Regions from separate parts of the Mus musculus genome. Here all the other regions are linked to region 3. Evidence: chromatin contacts called from public promoter capture Hi-C data. All regions are on one chromosome and are shown on one strand. Each heading gives the region's core, a stretch centred on a gene start, on an enhancer-like site or on the middle of the called end of the contact. The rest is flanking DNA. Distances are from core to core; before and after follow the strand shown. Region 1 holds the start of Sdcbp (syndecan binding protein). Region 2 holds the start of Ubxn2b (UBX domain protein 2B). Region 3 has its middle 15 kb from the start of Chchd7. Region 4 holds the start of Cyp7a1 (cytochrome P450, family 7, subfamily a, polypeptide 1).

What was found. Promoter capture Hi-C pulls out the DNA fragments that hold promoters and counts their contacts.
Region 1: a contact with region 3 is called in a promoter capture Hi-C map of pre-B cells. The contact joins the promoter of Sdcbp here to the enhancer-like site in region 3. A contact is called at or near these places in 7 of 39 promoter capture datasets (the C10 cell line, cranial neural crest, frontonasal cranial neural crest and 4 more) and 6 of 115 datasets of contacts at active chromatin or transcription factors (astrocytes, differentiating embryonic stem cells, embryonic forebrain and 3 more).
Region 2: a promoter capture Hi-C map of pre-B cells shows a contact between it and region 3, with 5 times the contacts expected there. The contact joins the promoter of Ubxn2b here to the enhancer-like site in region 3. A contact is called at or near these places in 7 of 39 promoter capture datasets (the 3T3-L1 cell line, the C10 cell line, liver and 2 more) and 2 of 9 other capture datasets (adipose tissue and liver).
Region 4: a promoter capture Hi-C map of liver shows a contact between it and region 3, with 3 times the contacts expected there. The contact joins the promoter of Cyp7a1 here to the enhancer-like site in region 3. A contact is called at or near these places in 5 of 39 promoter capture datasets (cranial neural crest, hippocampal neurons, liver and 1 more), 1 of 115 datasets of contacts at active chromatin or transcription factors (astrocytes) and 2 of 9 other capture datasets (adipose tissue and liver).

What each region holds. Positions count from the first base shown.
Region 1 is chr4:6,363,116-6,367,160 of GRCm38.p6, forward strand. It overlaps Sdcbp (syndecan binding protein), which reads left to right and starts at 2,565. Exons shown (of 9, transcript NM_001098227.1): 1 at 2,565-2,644.
Region 2 is chr4:6,189,040-6,193,184 of GRCm38.p6, forward strand. Ubxn2b (UBX domain protein 2B) reads left to right here and starts at 2,066. Exons shown (of 8, transcript NM_026534.2): 1 at 2,066-2,174. The coding sequence starts at 2,091.
Region 3 is chr4:3,951,962-3,956,196 of GRCm38.p6, forward strand. No RefSeq gene overlaps it. Among named protein-coding and RNA genes, the nearest start is that of Chchd7, 15 kb to the left of the region's middle. Within about 2 kb of position 2,125, at least 78 of the 459 cell types and tissues checked have an H3K27ac peak or open chromatin away from gene starts, as enhancers often do. A contact at or near this core is called in liver and pre-B cells, where this site is marked.
Region 4 is chr4:6,274,263-6,278,413 of GRCm38.p6, forward strand. It overlaps Cyp7a1 (cytochrome P450, family 7, subfamily a, polypeptide 1), which reads right to left and starts at 1,370. Exons shown (of 6, transcript NM_007824.3): 1 at 1,230-1,370. The coding sequence starts at 1,309. RefSeq lists a promoter at 1,338-1,688.

The sequences.
Region 1 (4,045 bases), core at 1,315-3,814, 2.4 Mb after region 3:
ATCTTTCAGAACTTTTGCCCGGCTTTTAGTTATTTTCAGACAGGGTTTCTCTCTCTCTCTATGTAATCCTTAGCTGTCCAGGATCTTACTTGTAGACCAGGTTGGCCTTGAACTCCTGCCTCTGCCTCCTGAGTGCTGAGATTAAAGGCTTGTAAAATGGCTGCTGTTAGGTTTGTTTCTTCTTCATCTTCTCCTTCATGATACAGAGGGGTCGAACTCACAGCTGTGTGACTTTGCTTCTTTGTCAAGATCTATTCGGTGCATTTGTTGATTCTATTTCTCTGCTTCATTGCCTGTCATCTCTACTCTCCCTTGATTACTATGCTATACCATCAAAGGAGTTTTGTACTGAGTTACTGCTGTTATGAACAGAATTTTCGTGTCTCTAATTCTAGTTCCTACAAGGAAGCCCACTCTGTAGTGTGATTCATGAACTCTGCCCTTCTTCCCTTCCTCTTCCCCTCTTCTTTCCTCATCGCCCCTTGTTTTTCTCTCCTGTCTTTTAGTTGCAATGAGAAGTTGGCTATCTGCACATTAGGAGGTGGGTCCTTGTTAGATCCAAAGTCTTTAGGTAACTCAAGATATAACAGGTATTCCCTGTTCCGTTGCTCCAACCACCTAGCCTTTGGTAATTTGTTCTTGTAGCCACAGTAAAACACCCTCAAGCTACATATTTTATCTTCTTCAGCATCCTTTATGATTAGTTTATTTACTGTTTGTGTGTGTGCCCATGTATATGTGTACAGTTCTCCTGCCACACAGCACAAACATGTGAAGTCAGAGGACAACATCTCCAGTTGGCTCTCTCTTTCCAGGTTGACAGTATTTTTTGTTTTTTTTGTTTGTTTTTCAGCAAATGCTTTCACTCCACTAAACCATCTTGCCCGCCTTGGTGTTTTGTTTTTCTCACAAACTGTGGAACCAGCTTGTTGGTATCTATGACTTGATAGGATTTTGACTGAGATTGGATGAGATCTATAGATGGTGGGCAGAACTGACATCTCCATAAAATCTTTCTTCCTATGTATAAAGGTGGGCGTCCCCCACTTTACTCAGATCTTTCATTTTCTTTAGAACTCCCTGTCAACACAAAGAAACCGCAGCTCTCATCTTAAAGGTGATAAGAGATAGTTGATTTTGGAACCATTTTGAGTGACCATGGCCTGGGAACACAGATTTAGGTTACTTCAAATTCTATGTTCCAACAAGTAGCCTCAAGTAGCTCTCATAGTTTTTGTTTTTGTTTTTGTTTGTTTTTCTGAGACAGGGTTTCTTTGTGTAGCCCTGGCTGTCCTGGAACTCACTCTGTAGACCAGGCTGGCCTCGAACTCAGAAATCTGCCTGCTTCTGCCTCCCAAGTGCTGGGATTAAAGGCGTGCACCATTTTACAGGACAGAGGAAGTCATCAGTCAAGGCAAGCTTACAATACATAGGCGCTTACTTCAGAGAGGCAGGACAAGGCAGTGGGGGTGAGGTTCAGGGAACCTTTCTGTAAGACGCAAGGTGTTTTCTGGTGGCATTCTAAGCATTTGGATTGGTAGAAGCTAGTTGCCTGCTAATTCAATAGATTCTAAAGACCTGTTGTTTATTGTCACAAGATGTTAGTTTAGACACAGGGAAACAAGGAATGGCTGTTCTGGAGGGCCAGGATTTAGCCCAAGATATGGTGATCTTCCTCTGGACTTTCGACATTCCAACCTATTTATTTCCACAGCATGAAATTCTAATTAGGAGTTTTCCTTCACACAGATATTCATTCAACTAGGCTTGTAGCTAAGTATTTTATCTTGATATATTTTTAATATTCAATTCCAATTGCTCATTTCGTGCAGATAGGAAAGTAATTGACTCGTGTGTATATTAACCGTGTATCGTAGCAACCTTGCTGTAGCTGCTTATTCTGCTTACTGGTGTTTATTTTCTCTTTGTTTACATAGATAATCTTGCCAGCTGTGAATAGAACTGTATTTCTTCCTTTTCCATCCCGTAACTCGTTTTACAAGTTGTTCATCAGTTAAGCCATATTCTCCCTGGAGCATCACATTTTCATTCCTCTTGTCATGTAATGCTTATTGTTTTACCAGAGATAAAATTTCAAATGACTGTGATGATGAATAATTTAGATAGACAATTGCTTGCATGCCAATGATGTCATATACTGTTACTAGGAAATGGCCTCAGCCATGGACTGGTGTAGATATTGTCAGTTTCACATATTCATGTACACCCCAAACATCTGGATTCCCCTATCAGCACCATCAACTCTCAGAAAGCACATAGTCCGTGTTTTTAAGATTAGAATGTGGGTTTTATTTATTTCAGGGTGTGTGTGTGTGTGTGTGTGTGTGTTCAACACCGAGAGTAACAGTCAGCAGCCAATGAGCATTCGTTCTGGGAACAAAGGGTAGTAAAAGGCGGCGGGGGCTGCCAGGGAACCGAGGCTGGAGCCGGGAGTTGGGAGGATTTCGTAGAGGGAGGGTGGGCTGGTGGTCGCTCGGGCTGTGCCGCGTTGTCATGGGGACGGCGCGTGCGCCTGCGCCTGCGCGGCGGAAGGCGGGGGCGGTGATGACGCGCAGGGCGGGCCCCGAGGTTCGGTTGTGTGGAGCTGGAGCGGGCAGCAGGAGCGGCGCGGTCCTCGGGGCAGGTGAGTGGCCGCGGGGGTCCCGGGCCCCGGCAGGTCTCGGAGCTGGTCCGGCGCTCTGCTTCGGGCCCCGGGTGGGTCTGGCCGGGTCCTCGCCCGCACTCGGTGGCGTCCTCAGCGGCTTCCGGACGGCTGGCAGGGCGCGACGGACCGGAGGTGACAACGGTTAGCTGCGGAGCCGCTGCTCTGGAAGGGGGCAGGGAGGGCCAGGGCTTGCAGCGGGGTGTGTGCACCAGGAACGGTCTCCGGAGGTCTGGTGACTCAGATCTCCTTGGAGGATTTCCTTCTAATACGGGGCGGAGGGAGGCGTACAGACGTGGAAAGTTTCCAGTTTCAGAAGTGCAGTTATGGAGCCGTGGAGTGTGTGGGATCGTTTGTTGTATTCGTCCTATCTTCGACACATAGCTTTTTTTTTTCTTGTTTTGTTTTGTTTTCCATTAGGTAAATTACTTAGAAAGTGTAGAGTTTTAAATTCTTAACACGCACGCTTTACACCGAGAACAAATGTTTAAGAACGAAAGTTATATTGAAAATAGCTGCTGCCCTGGTCAATTGTCTTACTTTTGAAATGTCAAGGTGATATAGTTCAGCAGATTTGTACTCTCATTTTCCCGATGTGAGGATAGGACAAAGCAGAAAATATGCCTTTTCATCCTGTTAACAACTTAGGTCCTTAAACTGGTAGGTCTTAAGTGGTACGTAAGTATTACTGATCAGATGACTTGCACCAGGAAATAAGGAAATGGAATGACGAGAAGGCTCAGTAAACAATTACTCCATTATAGCCAGAGTCACTTAACTTTGGAAGCAGATTTTAGCTGTGCTGGATCTATTAAAGAGGATTTAAAAATCATGAACAAGAAAGGGCTGATTAAGATTTTGATGCACTTTTGAATTAAGCAGCCCTTTAAAATGAGCACGGCTCACCGACTTCCCCCCATTTTTGCCACTTTCTCTTAGGTAGTAAACATCCAGAGACTGTAAAAGACACCCACACACTTTAAAATACTTATACATTTAATAATCGTTCTCCTTGTACTTATTAATTGCCAAATGTTGCAACACTTACTGAAAATTTTAGCTTTTAAGGATGTAATTAGTAAACATATGGCTCAAAATTTTAAGCATTTAAAATGTAGAGCATACAGTATAAAACCTCCCCTGTGCTTGGCATAGGCTTTGGTTGTGCCCACCAGCCAGCCATATTTCCTCTGGCAGGCCAGTTCTTTTACGGTCTTAGGTACTGGTTCAGATAGTGCCTCTATGGTCAGACATGTAAATATGTTTCCCTCAGTTTAACACTGAGGAAGGCATGATTTTCTGCTGTATGTGTCTGTTTTTCCAGTTAGTAATAACATTTTGGATTATAACTTTCAGTTATGGTTAAGTTTGGCTGTGTTTTGG
Region 2 (4,145 bases), core at 816-3,315, 2.2 Mb after region 3:
GGACTCCAGAAAATCAAATAACCCTATTGAAAAATGGGATTCTGCCCCACCAGGGGAATCCATTCCATAATCAGCCACCAAACGCAGATACTATTGCATATGCCAGCAAGATTTTGATGAAAGGACCCTGATATAGCTGTCTCTGGTGACTATACCAGTGCCTAGCAAATACAGAAGTGGATGCTCATAGTCATCTATTGGATGGAACACAGGGGCCCCAATGCAGGAGCTAGAGAAAGTACCCAAGGAGCTGAAGGGGTCTGCAACCCTATAGGTGGAACAACAATATGAACTAACCAGTACCCCCAGAGCTTGTGTCTCTAGCTGCATCTTCTTCTAGTAGCAGAAGATGGCCTAGGAAGGCCCCTTGGTCTTGCAAACTTTATATGCCCCAGTACAGGGGGATGGCAGGGCCAAAAAGTGGGAGTGGGTGGGTAGGGGAGCAGGGTGGGGGGAGGGTATAAGGGACTTTCGGGATAGCATTTGAAATATAAATGAAGAAAATATCTAATAAAAAAATTGAAAAGAATTGTCACAGTCTCAGTCTTGCTGTGGTCTCTCCAGTTGGACTGATTTTCATTACTCAAGGCCACATCTGGTGACCTTGGCCCAGTAAATAAGCCTGGCTGCTTACACATCAGAATCTAACTTAGCCCAAAACTCTAGTCTAAGGCTCTTTCTGACCACCTCATAATCGCTTCTAAAAAAAAAAATCATTTCTAAACAACCAGGTAGTATTTTGCTGACATGTGTAAGATGTTTCCATTATCTGTCTTAGAACTTATCTGTGACTTTTTACTTGTGGTCTTTCCTGGCCCAACAACTGTGAAAAGTTCTTCTCCTTCAAGGCCCAACATTAAAAGGTCATTTCTTGTCAAAAACATGATGGGAATTTTTAAGGCAGAATGTGTATCAAGACAGCAATGCAAGGTTTGGTAACTTGTACTGCTAGTTTCTAGTTTAATTATCATTTGCCTCGCTCAAGTACATCATTACATACTCAGCAATATGAGTGGAGCACTGTTGAGTTAACTGAACTGGGGAGAGGGACCATTATCCTTTGCCTTCTGAGTCTCAAGCTGAAAATAAAACTGAACTAAATAAATTTTCAGGAGAAAAGGACACACATTTTATTTTTTTTAAAACAATCATGTGATTAGCGTCTTCGTGGGAAACCTGAAAGCCTGTGTGGCTGTATCTACATACCAGGGGCAACCAAGAAAAGTAGCTAAGATGTGGATTTAATTCTAAAAGGTCTGTTGCAGACCTCTCAGTTTCATCTTCTCTACCTCATAAGTTTTTGTTTTTGTTTATTTTTTTTAAGTGCTCGAAACTCAAAGAACAGCCAAGGCAGCAGGCTGTAGGCTCCCACCTAGCATGGTACACACAACAGGCACCAAGAGAGTATTCTCCATTCACATACAGTCCGCGAGTAATAAATACTCTTTGCAAAGTAAAGTGTACTCTGTTACCTGCTTATATCTTTCTTTCCCTTCCTAGCTTATAAATTTCATAAAGGCTTCTTTTTTTTTTCTTGGGAGGCAATTCTTGGAGGTGTAAGTGTCTGGGACTTAAGATGAGAGTTAAGTCAATCCCAGCAGAAAAGAAGATGGCTTAAGAGTCTCCATTCTCATTGCCAAAAGCTTTACCGTGTTTCCTATCCTCAATACGGATCCACTCAGAAGGACTAATTTACCATCCAATCCTGGATAAGGGAAAATGACAGATAAGGGGAAATGAAAGGTGGAGTTGTTCATCTGCTAAGATATTGCATTGTTGAGTTAAATGAACTTGGAAGACAACGCTGCGCTCTAAAGGCAACCTACAGCATCTCCCAGCGAGTCGAATGGTGACTATAGAGAGATCTCAAAAACTGAAAAACTGGCGAGCCCTGCGGACCGGAACCCTACAGCGAGTGCGCACCGGCTGGTGGGGGGAAAAGGAGCCCGGAGGAACACCACGAACCCGGCACGGCTCCGCCCCCTCTCCAAGGCAGTGGGAGTCACGGAGTGGCTCCGCCCCTTCCACAGTCGCTAAGCAACCAACCCCGGAAGTCGCGGTCCGGGGCAGGCGCCGCAAGCGGGTGAAAGATGGCGGAGGGTGGCCGTGCGGAGCCGGAGGAGCAGGAGCGTGGGTCCTCCAGGCCACGGCCCCCAAGTGCGCGGGACTTACAGGTGCGCAGGCATGGAGCGCGGCGGCGGCGGGCGAGAGGGCGTGGGCATGGCGGGCGCGGGCCAGAGCCACTTTGTACCTCACCTGAGCCTGTCTCCGGAGAACTGGAGGGTCTCTCCTGGAGGCGCATTGCGGAGGGGTGCGTGTGGAATCCTGTGCCCTAGCCTCAGGCGGCGGTACAGGGGTTCCCTTCACGCTGGATGCACAAAGCAAATGTCATTTTGCCGAGCCATCTGGGTGCCTCCCAGCTGATGCTGCCTGCATTTGGGGAGTTGCTGTGGCCAGTGATAAATCAGCCATCACTAAAAAAGTAACTTTAAAAATGACGCGTGCTGGTTTGTTCTCCTGGATGCTTTTTCACGTTTGATGATTTATACATTAAAAGCACTTTCTTCTCCAAAAGCCTGCGGTTTTGCAGGGGAGAGCTTAAAACAGTTCAGGCTTTGGTCACAGCTCGCTTGAAAGAGTTCACAAAACAGCTTAACAGAAATAAAACTCAGCAATGTTAGGATGCTGGCATTAGCTAAACACTTGTCCGATGCTAATACTGCTTGTCCATTTTAGCCTTTTTTTTCTATCTCCTCATGAAATCATTGATAAAACTCAAACGATTAAACATATATTAGGGGTTATAGTTCAGAATAAATGAGCCTGGATTCGCAAACCTTGACAGAGCATTTTTATAGCAGGTCTTCATTCTGTAACCAGACGTACTGACCGTTTGCCATTCTAACTTTGTGCTGAAGCTCTGGGAAATGTGGATACAAATAGGACATCAAATCCAGAAGTAGTAGTGGATACTGTTGTGTGCTATCAAATTTTGTGAAAGGTCTCAGATTTGAAACAGGCTTGTAAAGCAGCTTTACAGACCAAGCCAATGCAGAATTCTAATGGTATTAATTGAGCACTGGTTGGTTCCGGTGACCCCGGAGCCAGTTAGCTCGTTATCTTAGAGTAATTGTCACTGTGATGAAACACCATGACCAAAGCAGCTTGGGGAGGAAAGACTCATGCTTCCACTCACAGTTCCTTATCAGACAGGACGTCAGAGCAGGAACATGGAGGCAGGAGCCGATGCAGAGGCTATGAAGGGTGCTACGTACTGGTTTGCTCCCCAAGGTTTCTTCAGCCTGCTTTCTTATAGGACCCTGGGCTCACAGCCCCGGTTTGGCACCACCCATAGTGTGTGTGGCCCTCCACCATCCATCACTAATTAAGAAAATGCTCCAAAGACTTGCCTACAGCCTTATGAAGGCATTTTTTTTTCATCGAGCCCCCCTTTCCCTGATATCTCTGGCTTTGTCAAGTTGACATAAAACTAAACAGCACACTAGTGAGGCAGTGTATTTTCTGTGTCTGGCTTGCTAGTTTTCATAAAGTCACATCTTATTGTCACTTGGAGTTTTCCCAACATGCTCTGGGTCTAGAAGCTGCCTCATTCAGGAATTCTATTTTGTTTTATGAATAATCTAGGTTTAATTGTCCTGAACAGTCTCTATTTTAACCACATATAACCTTTTGGACACCTTCATAACTGTTTGGAGAACTAAGCATAGTTTGAAGCATCACTGAATGCCAAAAAAAAAACAAAAAACAAAAAACAAAAAAACAAAATAAAACAAAGCAAAAAACAAAACAAAACAAAACAAAACAAAACAAAGGCAGTTCAGAAGATGAACTTGGAGAATGCAGAGATCAGCATCAGGTAGGAGATAAAAACCAGTGAATTAATGACCAGCTGAACAGAAATCTATCTCAGCTGCCATTCAGAATAGTCTGTCAGCCTCTACATCAGGAAGGAGGGTTTTAGGAAGAGGGCTATATAGTTATCTCCTGAAGTGTCTCTCTGTTGTGACTTCTGGACTGTTTCTAAGGCTGTTGTGTAGTGTCCTCCAGGCAATTCGTCATAGGGTTTAAAGTTGTTTAAGGTATTTAATTGCATATTTCCCAATGTTCCTCCAGAATAATATCAA
Region 3 (4,235 bases), core at 875-3,374:
TAATTCTGGAGGCAGACATATTATTATAGTGGCCCCAGATTCCCACAATGGATTTACCTGTTCTATAACACTGTTCCTGCTCTCTCTCTCTCTCTCTCTCTCTCTCTCTCTCTCTCTCTCTCTCTCTCTCTCTCTCTCCCCCCTCTCTCAAATGCAGCAGGTGAATCTTTCCAAAATGCAGAAATTGTTTCACTTAAAATCCCAAAGACCTACCTACCCTCTCAGGCTGATGCACTTCCCATGGTTTGCAATACTCTTGTGATCTGGAACATCAAGGGAGTGAATTGGAGGAAGTTACCCAGAACTCATGCCCACTGACCTTAGATTTTAGGCATGAGGCATGAGATTATTGACATCCCTTCCATACAGTGACATCTTGCTATTTTCATTCACCAGCACCAAGCATACCCTGTTTTCTGATCTTGAATGTCTACTCCGCTGCTCTCAGCTCTGCTATCTTCTCAGGCTCAGCTCTCAGATATGTGCTGAGCCTTTATGACAACCCTGGTCAGATTCACTGTGCTTTCTCATCATTTGTATACAGGCACTGTGGCATTTCCACTACTCTGCATAGCTGGGGGACACAACTATTCACTAAAATCAGGCAGTGGAGGACTCTAAATGTGATCTTTCACATTCTGCCTTCTGTTTTTTAAAGGAAGGACGAGGAATGGTATGCCTCACTTCAAACAGGAGAGGGGTGTGGTGATTTGATTTTTGTTCATAAAGACAACAGTTGCCAGTGATAGTTTTCAGTTTCAGGAGCCATTTCTGCTGTTGTCAGTGTTTCAGATGAACATCCTGCAACTGCATAGAGTTCTGTTTGTGAGTCATAGGCTGTGCTCAGATTGAGAAATTTGTAGGAGTTCTCAACAAATGGCTAGTTTTCCTTGTAAGAGCTGGATGGTGCTATCACACAGTGAGATGGTAGGTATGCACTGGATATGCACCTTCCTTTAGAAAAAACTGTGAAATCACATTTTAAAAAAGACTATTTTGGGGACTGAACTACTTGGGGCTTCAGTGGTGGAGTGCTTGTTTAGCACACACTGGACTGTAAAATGATCAGTCTACAAAGATCACCTAAGTCTACCCACTCAGCATCTCCTGTTTGAGACCACTTGGATTTCTCATTCAAGTCCTGAGAGTTTTCTTAAAGAAATAAAGAAAGTAAGGGTCATTTCAAAGCACATACCTGGGTACTGGTAGGAAAGAGGGCAAGCTACAAGCAAATTCAAACAAAGGGAAGAACAGAAAATGACAGAATGAGAGGGTAATTCAACCAGGTGCAGGGTAACTGGGCAAAGATGGCTATGCTGGCTTCTGAAACAGCCACAATGAAAGTAAAAAGCCAAATGTCCTGATTAATAACATAAGTATTACATGGCAAAGTGTGAAAAGAGCATTGTGTTTATGTGAGTTTTGGCTCTGCGCCCTATTATCTGGATCATCTGAATGAATTGTTTCACCCTTAAGCATCTTCTGTGTTTTGAAATTATAATTTAAAAAATTGGTTATAGTGACCATAAAGAAACCCATGAGTTGGGTGGGTAGATACTGATATTTGAGAGGCGTGTATTGAGACTGGATTATTCATCACTAAAAGCCACAGTGAACTTTAGGCCAGCCACCTAGTCCTTTCAAAAACCCCAACTATAAAAGATAACACTCTCTTGCATCTGCAGGAAAAGGCTGTCTGAAACCAAACAAAGTGCCCCTTTCCACACCTTCCCTCTTATTGTTCTACCATTTGGTCCATATTGCTGTCTCCTGAGAGTTTTTACTCCTGGACTACCACTGTCCTAGTTTCTTCATCCCCATCTGAAATCATCAGTAAGCAAGAGAAGCATACAAGAGTCCACTGGGCAGCAACTGAAGATTTCAAAAGGAGCTAGATGGAAGTGAGAATAAACAGTACTCCCCCCTCCCCACCAATGCTTAGGGCACAATTTACATAAAGAAGCTGACTGTTGCTTAGACTGTTCTGCTACCAACTAGAATTCTCCCTACTCTCTCCTCCCTTCCCTCCACTCCACTTTTCAATCAGTCCTTCATTCCCTTCAGAGAACCTCCTCTCACTTCCTCTGACTCTGCCTAGTCTAGCCTCATCTACTCTTCCTGAAACTTGAACTTTCTACACAAGGTTCACATTTCCATAATGCAGCATGGAGTACAGGTCTCCTTGACTCTGGGATTATGTGATGGTATAGCTCATTGTATCCTTGCAGTGCTCTGTACTTCTGGAAAGTGCAAAGGCAGAGACGACTGTGATACTTCATACTTTCATTTTCACTTCGTAAAACACTCTCAGAAACATAATTAATTACACTGAAAGTTGCATGTGCTCTGAGAAGTCAGCCTTCCTGGTTTGCAGATGTAAGACTGAGCCTTAGTGCATTCAAGTGACCTGCTCAGTAGACAAAGTTGCCAGTTTTCTTCCTCTGTGCTCCAGGCTGACCCTATTTCTTAGTGTCTATTCTGTTTTCCAAACCTCATAATTGCAGCTATTATCCAAATTCTCATTTATTTCACCAATTCGTACTTACCAAGTTTGTAAATCAGAGATTGTTAAAGTGAATGAGAGCTGCATACTCTGGGAGAAAGTTACACATTAAGAATATTCTAAATATTGTAGTGGGTTCACCCTTTTCATCCACTCTAGAAAATCTTTCAAAAAATGTATAGTACTTTGCACCCATCATTCTTGCCTTACCCTCTACTACTGCAAAAGCTATGAGAGGTGACTTTAGTGAGAGATGACAAAGTACTCTATGCCACAAAATAGCAAGAAAGAATAAGGCAAGAAGCCTGGATCACAGCCAAGTAGAAGATGTATTTTTCCTCCTGGATAAACGTGTTGGTTTGCCCTTTTCTTGTAGTAACGACTTCTGAAGAGGAAGTTCCTTGGGACGCTGCAGATCCTGGAGGGTGTTTTCAGTTTATAGGCTACACTTGGCAACCAGTGTCATCCCTGTCTGTTTCATTCACTTCAATATACATGTCCTTGTGGAACAGCATTCCAATCCCATGATGACTTCAGCAGAGGATTCTCACTGTGAAGAGTGTCTTTCACAACCCAAATAGACCACAGTTCTCCACCTCCTGGGAAAAACAAACTATATTATTATCATCACCACCAAAAACTCACACCAGCTTTCTTCTGCCACAGCGCAGTCATGGGTCTGTTCGCCTCCAATCTTGTGTAGCCTCCTGGCATTCCCTAAGATGAGTGTGTGGGTGACTGCCTCATTCAGTTACCTCTTCTGTCTCCAATTTTATTTCCTGCTCATTTAAAACTTTGCACTGGGGGGATGCATGAGAAGGTGTGGAAAGCTGAGAGGGGAAGGAATGTTCGTGAGGGAATTACACCTTCAGTGGTTGGAGGTGTGGCTAAGTTTATAATCCTGTTTTACTTCTAGCTCTGTGTGTGTGTGTGTGTGTGTGTGTGTGTGTGTGTGTGTGTGTGTGCGTGTGTGTGTGTAGGCTAGGTCAGCCTCAGGAACACTACCTTCTGTGAGACAGAGTCTCTCATAGTCCTGAAGCTTATCTGTTAGCTAAATTGGCTGTCTAGTGACCTTCAGAAATTCTCTTGTTGCTGCCTTTCTAGTGTGTTACTGCATTTGGCATCTTATTTGAGTTCTTGGGATCAAACTTAAGTCCTTACACTTTTGAGGCAAGATCTAGTTTGACTACATTATATCTCCTCAGCCTTGGATAATTTTCTGAAGCTTAGAAGTCTTGTGTGTTCTGCATCTATAAAATGCCAGCACTAGAGAGTGCATTTTTATAGGAGTAAGATAAGGTGTATGAAAGATCAGCATGATGACTGGGATGTACAAGGCACCAATAACAGTTTACTATTGTTCTCTAGTCCTCTCTTTTGAGTAGAGGTAGAGTGAAGAAAGGCTCTTGGAATCCCCTTTAAGTAATGTGGTTTAAGTCTGGAAAAGAGGAGGCTTATATTTGGATACTTACTGGAATAACAGGTCAATTATAACTCATCCATGTTGTTGACCTTCAAGCATCCTTGTCTGAAGTAAGAATTCTTTGGTACTATGTGATTAAATGACTATTATTCTTACTGTAGGGTCTGGTTCTGTCTAAGGACAGGGCTGGCTGAGTGTGTATGGCTTTGCAACTCAGCAGTCTTCAAGAGGGCATAGAAGCATATTTATAAAGATAATCAGAACAGTATGGCAGTATGTTTGGATAGTAACTTTGCTCTAGAAACATTT
Region 4 (4,151 bases), core at 120-2,619, 2.3 Mb after region 3:
AATGTAACATTTGCTCTTTTTCTTTAAGGATGGGAAACATCAAATGACAGAAAGGGCTACAGTGTTAAAGTTTTAACAATCTACAGAATTTAAAATACTAGCATCCTGAGGACTGGAGGTGTGGCTCAATGGTGGAGCTCTTGATAACATTTATAAAACCTTCCCTTTGATCCTCAACTCTGGAAAAAAGAACATTATTATTCTGAGATGATATTTGAAGTGAATAGGAATCTCATTTGGAAAATTAGATCATTATAAAATGAAATTGGATCAAGTAAACATTGGCAAACCATGAACTAAAATCCAATACTCTTTTACTCTTTCTTAAATGTTTTATTAAAATTATAAGCTTATTTATTTCCCAATAAATTATATATTTAGTGTTTTCTACTATTTATTTCAAGCTTCCTAACTACAGTTTGTAGACACTTCTTTTGATGATGGGGACCCTGCTTTTTTATTAAAACAGTGGGTTTTTTTAGCCTATTAAGATATTGGTGAAGAATATCTCTTCATCTCTTCTAAGAATAATTGAGTATAATTGATATTTCCTTTCTTAGCATGACGATAAGCTGTTTAATTTAAACTGGTAACTATCAGCCGAAGAGGCAAAGAAACACTTTTTAAACTAAGAGAACACATACTGGTTTACCTCTCTGAAGATAATGCCAGGGGTATTGTCCTATTTTGATGTTGACAGTCCAGAAAATATCTAAATATCCTGCCCCGAAATGTTCTTTGAGTCATTCAAAATGATATCATGTGCAGGCACCAAAGCTTCCCAGTCACACAGTTGGTTAACATTGGAAAGAAAAGTTAGAGGCAGACAAACTCAGGCTCTGTGCTCTCACCCAAGCTTAGACGGAGTCTGCAGAAAACCCAGATGACTGCACACTTGCTTAGGCAGAGCATCTAGTCAGTTCATGTCACAGAAAGAACCCCTCTAAATATTACTCTTCTCAGCTTAGGTTTGCTCCACACACGCATACATAAACTTGCATCAAAAACTTGTAATTTTTTAGTTATGTTTAACAAGATCTGCATTACCAGTGGTGAATGTGAATATGCTAAGGGGAACTATCTATATCTTGTTAGATTTAGTCAAAGATGTGTCTTTTAAATTTAAAATTAAAAGTACTAATGTACTAGTATTTTTTTCATGCTGTGTAATCATGAAGGTATTGAATACTAGAAATAAATTAAGACAAATTTAAAAAATGTTTCCATACCTTCTCCTTATTCCAATGATAAACCATATGCAACAGCTCACTACCACAGCAATCCCCCAGATCAAAGAAATGCTCATCATTTTGCAAAAGCAGGAAAACGTCCCAAGGGGAGAATCTGTGCTTAGCAAAGCAAGACGGTCCAGAAACTGTGGCTCTAACTAGGCTTTATATATGCACAGGACCATGATCCAATAACTTGAACTTGGGTGACCAGAGCAAACACTAACTATTTGTCCTCCTAAAAAAAAGAAAAAAGAAAAAAGAAAAAAATAGCATTATCTGGCCTTGAACTAAGTCCATCTTCTCAGAAGAGGCTCCAGAACAAGCAGAGAGCTGCAATAGTCGATAAGCCGAAGGTCTGTCCCTCATGTGCTGACATAACATTCAAAGCTGGGGACAACAGCTAACACTGTGCTTCTGTGTGTAGAAAAAGAAGTAAACACACTACAGAAGAGCTCACCTACCAAAGATGTGGAGTGTGTTGTAAAGCAAAACAGGCAGAAGCTTTCCATCCTGGCTTTAATACTGGCTGTCCATGTCATTAACCTTTGGGGAAAATTATTTAAATTAATTTCCAGAAGTATACAGCAACCGATCCTAAAGGATGTGAACGGTGTGGAACAGTTTGTTTTGTTTGTTTCTTTGTTTGTTTGTTTTTGCTTGATTGTTCAGTGTGTTTATAAAGCCACAGGTGCTTCATGTAGTCTATCTACTATCGTCGAAATAGAAAACCTCCCAGCACTCATCTTCTAGGCAGCCATAGCTTGAGAATTCACTCTTTACCAATTTTTATTTGTAATTAAGATGTACTTTTATTTCAAATAAAGACTACAACACTTCTTGTCAAAGTAAATATGAATTCATAATTTACCTCTTATACTACTCATAAACTGGTATACAACTTTCCCAACTTTACTCAGCATAATCTTTCATTTTGTGCTGAAGATTGAACCAATGGCCCCACTCCTCCAAGGCAAGCACTCTACCGCTGATTTACACCCCAGCTCCCTACTTAACATAAATATTAATTGAGCATTTTTATGTTCCAGGAACTCTTTGAAGATATTCTGGTTTCAGGTACTAACAAGACAGGGAGTTTCTCTACTGAAGATTGTATTTTGATGGGGAGACAGCAAATATGTGTTGTGTATCCATAAAATGAGGTGTATAGGGATAAATATGGCTTTAAATATGTTGATAGGAGAAGCTTTTTTGAAAAGATGATACTTGAGATAGAATAGCTAAGGAAAGACATTTCCAGGAGAGGGGACAGCAAAGGTGAAGTTCCTGAGCAGAGAGAGGATGAACTTGGTGTGCTAAAACACAGAATGAACAAATGGAGGATAGAAGATGGAGTTGGGTTTAAGAAAGAGACTAGAAGATAAGCAAAAATTAGTTCATATAGGGCTGCTTCTATATGCTTCATATAGAGTGGAGAGAGGATTGGACCTATTGCCTTGGAAGGCAAAATACCAGTGTAATGTTTTGAACATTTGAAAATCCAAGGGACAATGTCAATTTCTCAGCTGAGTATAAGAATCTGAGGTAAGGAGAAAGGAAAACATCAGTGATGTAGATGTTAAGCCGTCAGCATTTTTGATATTTAAAGCCAAGCGACCCTCTCAGGTCACCTAGCAGAAGCAGTAGGTAGAGTATGACACTAGGCCAGAGAGAGTGCATTCTATTCCCCGATGCCAGGAAAAGGGGAGAAAAGAAAACAATAAAAGAGAAATAAACTGTACAAATATGTCTCTGGATACATATCTGTATAGTGTGTGTATTATTATTATTATTATTATGTATTTAATCTGAATAAAACTATCTTAGTGAACAACTTATTCAAATAATTCTTTTTTTAAGACTTATTTATTTTATGTACATGAGTCTGTATATATGCCTGAAGGCCAAAAGAAGGGTTGAGAGCCACCATGTGGTTGCTGGGGATTGATCTCAGGACCTCCGAAAGAGCACATAGTGCTCTTATCTGCTAAGGCATTGCTTCAGCCCATCAACTAATTCTTGACTGGTGGACATTTGAGTCCTGCCTAGCTTTTGTTATAGATGTGATAGCTTTTTCCCCTCCCTAAACAGAGCCTACAGATCCTTCATTGTGTGGTCTGTGACTATAATCATTAACATCAGTTGCTATGCAGTAGGATAGATTTTCTCAGAATCTATTTAAACCTCCTAATGCTTTGTGCACATTAAGTATATTTATATTGCTTTTATAAAATAGCACATCGTCTTCTCAAATGGCCCTTGAAGAGCCTCGCCCTAACTCATCCAACCACAGCCAAGTAAGTAAAGAAACAACCTCATAGCTAAGCAATCCAGGTCTCTAACCCTCTTCAATAAATCACAGAAGACAAAAATAAACAGGAAAGGCCATAGGTGGCCTCTTAGTATTCTCTTTACAACTTCCCATGAATCTGTAATTCTGTGCAAATAAGGGACAATCACTCTCAAAGCCTCAGGAAAATTCTAAGGTTTGCCTTCTTCATCCACTCATAACAGTGCAGACTCATTCCAGTCACCCTGGCGGGTGTTTATCTTGATGTCCCCTACCCTGTCCTTTTGTTGTTCCTCCCTCAATCGTAACCCCTTCTCCATGTCAAGCACCCAAGCACACATATGGACATATAGACACATGACAGTTTTCTTTGTTACACAGGCTTTGGCTTTTCATTTAAGAAGTCCAATTCTTACTGATGCTCTGTATTCATGAACAGCATCTAGCAAAGCTTCTAACCTGGGACTGGAAATGCCAATGCTTATAATGGTTGTCAAACCTAACAACTACAAGTAGACTGAAAGGGAATACATAAACAATTTTCTGATAAATACAGAGCATCAAGTTTCATGTCTGGGTATGATGACATCTGGGTATATTTTTAGCTTAGTTCTGGTACTTTATGATGTTGA